Regions from separate parts of the Mus musculus genome. Here region 1 is linked to region 2. A link is a contact called in public promoter capture Hi-C data. All regions are on one chromosome and are shown on one strand. The core of a region is the stretch at or near the end of the contact, and the rest is flanking DNA. Distances in the headings are between cores, read along the strand shown.

Evidence for each region. Promoter capture Hi-C pulls out the DNA fragments that hold promoters and counts their contacts.
Region 1: a promoter capture Hi-C map of liver shows a contact between it and region 2, with 6 times the contacts expected there. The contact joins the promoter of Tbc1d10a here to the promoter of Zmiz2 in region 2. A contact is called at or near these places in 2 of 39 promoter capture datasets (liver and pre-B cells) and 2 of 9 other capture datasets (liver and pancreatic islet).

What each region holds. Positions count from the first base shown.
Region 1 is chr11:4,185,521-4,188,220 of GRCm38.p6, reverse strand. Tbc1d10a (TBC1 domain family, member 10a) reads right to left here and starts at 1,388. Exons shown (of 9, transcript NM_134023.1): 1 at 1,122-1,388. The coding sequence starts at 1,330.
Region 2 is chr11:6,393,784-6,396,483 of GRCm38.p6, reverse strand. It overlaps Zmiz2 (zinc finger, MIZ-type containing 2), which reads right to left and starts at 1,359. Exons shown (of 19, transcript NM_028601.3): 1 at 1,196-1,359; 2 at 806-916; 3 at 612-726; 4 at 50-252. The coding sequence starts at 855.

The sequences.
Region 1 (2,700 bases), core at 139-2,638, 2.2 Mb after region 2:
CTTCTGTAAGTCCCAAGAACAGCTGGGGACATCCTGGGCAGTCACAATCAGTCAGAGGAGAGGGAGAATATATACTGGCGTAGGGCTTCCATGGTGCCTGTGAGGCTCTATAAACTGGGAGGTACACTATGACAGGGAGGCTTGTCAGTTCTGGGTATGGCGCTAGTCTCCTATCACAAGACAAGTGGAATGAAAGCAGGATCTAGAGGCCATCTTCCTGAAGAGACCACCAGATCGCATCCGCAGTCTCTGGGAGGGCGGGCTTCTAGGGGTTCTGCTGTGTACAAATCTGTAGCCCAACATGCTCAGCTTGGAGGGAAGGTGTTACTCCTGCCTCAGCTTTCTCTAATGGAAAGCTGGGTACCTGGTAGCTCAAGGGTGGGGTGCTGTCTCCCTCCTTCTCCAGTCCTAGATCTGGATTTGGGAAGGAAGGACATAAACACGGCAGCCTGGGAGTCTACTGGCTGGCTCCCCTGTGATGAAGCTGACAGGGGAGTCCTAGAGTTGAGGTGCCCTATAACTACTGGGAAGGAGTGTCGGCCCACCTGTTGCCTGTGACAATGGACAAAGCTGCCTTTTGGCAGAGGGTGTGTAATGAGGAGAGACCTTTCCATGATGAAAAGAAACTGGGAGTCAAGATGGGACCCTCTGGGAGGGGGCTGGCCAGTGTCAATCCTTCTGAGATATGTGTCTGGAGGTAAGGGTTAGCGCGACCTGGAATAGCTCGGAGTCCTGAAGTCTTAAGATTTCCTGGGGTGCCGATACTGAGGTGGCGAGACAAGGATTCTGTGGGGTAGGGGGAGATGGAGAATAGCTGTGGGCAAAGTATGGGGCAGCCATCTGTGCGCGTGTCAGGGGGTGGCAAAGCTTTAAGGCCAGAGTAACCTGCGAGATTATGAGCTGGAGATGGGAAACCCCCATCGGGGATACTCTCCTTGGAGGGTATGGATCAGTCGGTTTGGGGAAGACCAGGAGGAAGGGAATGGCCTTTCTGTTCGTAGGTAGAAAGTAGGCTGCCGCTTGCGGCGTATCTGTGGGGTTGGGACAGTGGAGACACGTTGGTGGGTCAGGCCCACGCCTGTGCTGGTCCCGCGCCCGGCCCAGACCCCAGAGCTACTCACGCGCCCTCGGCGCCCTGCGAACCCACGATGAATCCGAACTTGTCGATGCGGCGCTCGGCGAAGCCGTTGGCCTCCGAGTCGGAGCCGAGCGAGCTCAGCTCGTCGGCGGTGGCGGCGTCGGGGCCCTGGGCCAGGCTTTCCCGGGTCCCAGACAGGCTCCCGCCTGCTGCGGGCTCGCGCGGCCCATTCTCTCTGCTGCTTTTCGCCATATCGGCCGCGCCCGCCACCAGAGCGCCAGCGGCCACCTCAGCCGCCTGAGCCGCCCGGCCTCCGCCGACGCTGCCGACGCCCCTCCCACGCACTGTGCCCATTGGCTGCCACAAAGCTGGGGGCGGATACCCAGGGAGCTCCCACCACGCGCCCAATGGGTGCCGAGGGTCCCGAGCCTCGCCCCTCCTCCAGCCTGGCGCCAAGTGGACCGACGTGAGGGGGCGGGACAACCGTCACCAAGGGCCCGCCTTCCCTGGCTGCCAATCACAAAAACTCACCTGGACTAGCTCGTCTGGCTTTTCCGGGTTGGCCCGGAGCTGGTGTGTCACCTGCTGCTGCTCTCTGGCAGAAGGTCTAGGGCTTCCCTAGAGGTCCTAAGGTCTCTGCCTCCATGGGAAACAGGGTCGTGGGTAGCGCTACTTCGCCAGGTCATTTTCAAGAACAGTGATGAGACGCAAGTGGGCTTAGGGATCTGAACCACCTGGCTGTTCTGCTTAGGGGGATGCAAATTAGCTCGTGGGAGACCCTATAAGAATAATACAGAACAGCCGGGCAAGATGGCTCACGCCTTTAATTTAATCTCAGCACTTGGGAGGCAGAGGCAGGCGAATTTCTGAGTTCGAGGCCAGCCTGGTCTGCAGAGTTAGTTCCAGGACAGCCAGGGCTACACAGAGAAACACTGTCTCGAAAAACCAAAACCCAAAACCAAATTATATATATATATATATATATATATATATATATATACACATACACACACACACACACACACACACACACACACATATATATATATCAGACCTAAGCTCTACCTTTTTCTTCCCAACACCTTTCTGGTGAGGGTTGATTTGTATTGTTTTTCTTTGAGATAGGGTCTCCAAAGTGGCTTTGACTTTACTATGTAGTCTAGGGCCCTCCCTGTCTCCCAAGTGCTGGGATTACAGATGTGGGCTATCCTGCCTGACTCCCCAATAGTTTTATTGAAATATGGTTAGCATACCACCACTTCCATCTATTTAAGGTATATACATACTTCCTATATTTAAATTCCATCACCCCACCGACACACCTACACATGCACAAATACATAAAAATTAAAGATAAATTAGGCATGATAACAGATGCCTGTACTCTGTAGGCTAAAACAGTTTACAAGTTCCGGACAGACTGACTGGGCTACAAATAAAAATCCTATCTCAAAAAAAAAAAAAAAAAAAAAAGTACAAAGCTGGGCGTGGTGGTTTTTATCCCAGCACTCGGGAGGCAGAGGCAGGCAGATTTCTGAGTTTGAGGCCAGCCTGGTCTACAAAGTGAGTTCCAGGGCAGCCAGGACTACACAGAGAAACCCTGTCTCGAAAAAAAAAAAAAA
Region 2 (2,700 bases), core at 110-2,609:
AACCCTTCTGCAGGACTGACAGGCTGATGGTTTCAAGTCACTGGCTTACCCAGTAGTGAAGCTGGATCCCCCAGGGTAGCTCCCTCGGCCATACACGCCTTGCTGTACGTAGCTCTTGCTAGCACCTCCTTCAGCAAACGCCTGCTGTCCCAGGCACTGCGGGGAGGTCAAGGCAGAGCTGCCACCTGCCACACCAGGCATCATGGAACCACCAGGGGGGCTTCCTGCAGGGCCCATGGGGTTCCCTAAAACCTACAAGGAAGTGGGAGTCACCAGAGAGAACCAGCCAAACTACTGTCTTTAAGACACAGCCCTAAAGTGCTAGATGCCAAGAGATGCCCAGCAAATGGGGGAGGACCTGGGTGGCAGGAGTGGTTGTCTATAGTTCTGACTGGAAGGGTCTCTGGAGCCAGGGGAAGACATCCCATGGTAGTACAGAAGAAAGGCACCTAGTGACTTGAGACCCTCAGGAAGCCCCATCCTTGTGCTTCAGACAGTCCGCTTGGTCCCTGGTTCTTGGAGCCCTAAGATGGTAGAGGCACCACCAAGACTCTGGATCCTGAGGGCTGGGGGGTGGGGGTGGGAGTGGGGTGGCCCTGATACACACTCACCTGGCTCTGGGTTGCGTTGCCAACTCCCCACACAGTAGTGACCACAGACAGTGACCCAGCTGGCTGAGTGGCACTTTGTTGCCAAGGCACAGACTCATATGCAAATGAACCATCACTAAAAGAGAGCAGCTGGTTAAGGCAGGGTCAGAAGGCCAAGGGCTTGCTAGAGGCAGGCCACAGAAGCCCACACTCACCCGTGTGGTGCAGGGGGCAGGGCGGGTTTCATGGGGTTCATGGGGTTCATTGGTGATGGAGCAGCCTACAGGCCCAATGTGCTGGAGCTTATCCGGGAGTTGCTGCTCCGGCTGCGGGACAGGAGGGAGAAGGCAGGAGCTTAGATGCTCATGGTAGCACGGACAAAGCCAGGGTAGTAGCGTTGGCAAATGTCAGCCCAGAATGCAGTGCAAAGCAACTCTAACAAGGGCTCTGTCATCTTAAGCCATTGGATCAACCCTGGAAAGGGCTTTCTGATATCAAATACTTCCCACATTCCCTTTCCCATATAAATCATAGGAAGCCAGGAACCCTCAGCAGGCCCTGGAGAAGGTCAGAGGGGTAGCCCCCACCCTGCGGAGCCCAGAGACCTGAGAAGGAGCAGAGCTTGAGTGTTCTTTGAGGCAGATGCTGAAAAGTCAGGCAGCAGATGTACAACGGCAGTCCATCCACCAGGTTGGCCTTAGGGTGGCTGTACCGACACGGCTGACACAGGACACAGGCACTGACCCAGCCCCTGGTTGGCAGCTCTCTCCTATCAAGAGGGTGGCAGAAGGGCTTCAGGTCACAGGACCTTCAAGCTGATCCAGACGACTTGAGGGGAGCAGGCGTGTGTGTGTGTGTGTGTGTGTGTGTGTGTGTGTGTGTGTGCGCGCGCGCGCGTGCGTGCATGTATGCATGCATGTAGGTGCACACACACACACACATACACACACACCCCTGAGACAAATATGACCTTAAGTATATGGTCAAGTGGACATCTTGCCCCCCCCCAAAGACCCATCTGTGACACTTGTGAATTCCCAACATGGCAGTGACACACACAGCACAGCAGGTGTGGGGGGTAGTCACAAAGCCAGACCATGCTAACGCACATCTACAAGATGGGACCAACTGGGCTTCATTCTTAGAAAACCGTAGCAGTGGCTGGTGGACAGGGAGGCAACAGCAGGTAAGAGCAGCGACTGGTACAGAAGACTCCCACTCCTTGCCTTTCTCAGTGCCTCATCCACTCAGGTCCTAATATACCCTGGACCACATGCGTGCCTACCTCTGCTTGGTCTCACCAGAATGGCACACAAGCCATGTGTTGGGCACTTCTCAGGGACCTCTGGGAAGGCCTGGGTGCTCCTGTCTGAAACCCTCTCTTGGTAGGGGCTGTGTGATTGCCACACATACCTTTTGAACCATTATCAGATCTGGTGATTTCCATCTTCCACTCAGCACTCACAAGCCTCTTGTCTAGGGGAGAGAGGGGTATCGCAGCACCCACTCAGCTCTGGAACAAACATTTCTTTGTGCTTACCACTCAGGGCTCAGTACAGACCTGGAGGCTCTGCAGGGCAGGGCTACACACACAAAGCCCCAGAACGGATAAGAGAAAGAGAGAAAAGGGGACTGTGACTTGCCCTTGCCTGGGCAGCCTTAGGCTCCCAGAGATCCTTCTCACACCCAGCACCAGGCTACCAGGGAAGAGAAACCTCATCCACCTCATCCACAGGCTCTGTCCCCTGGCCCTCAGAGGCAACTACACTTGATTCTAGCCCAGGCCAGGTCCTGCCTAGGCAGCTGGAGACAGAATGTGCCAGACTGGCAGCAGAGGCTGGCATCTATGTTGCTCCTGCTGGATCCTGGCAGCTGACCTGGTGGGAAGAACTCCTCCCAAGATCTGACATGTGGGGTCTGGAACAACCATGTGGATGTCAGGAAATAGGAACAGGAATCAAGACAAAAGCACGACTTAATGGAAAAGAGAAGAGATGGGAAAATAGCCACACAAATACTCCCAGAGACACCAAAGCAATTCAGTGGAGGAAGGACATCTCTAACAAGTGGTACACGAGCAACTAGAGCCTACCAGTAAACAAAAAACTTC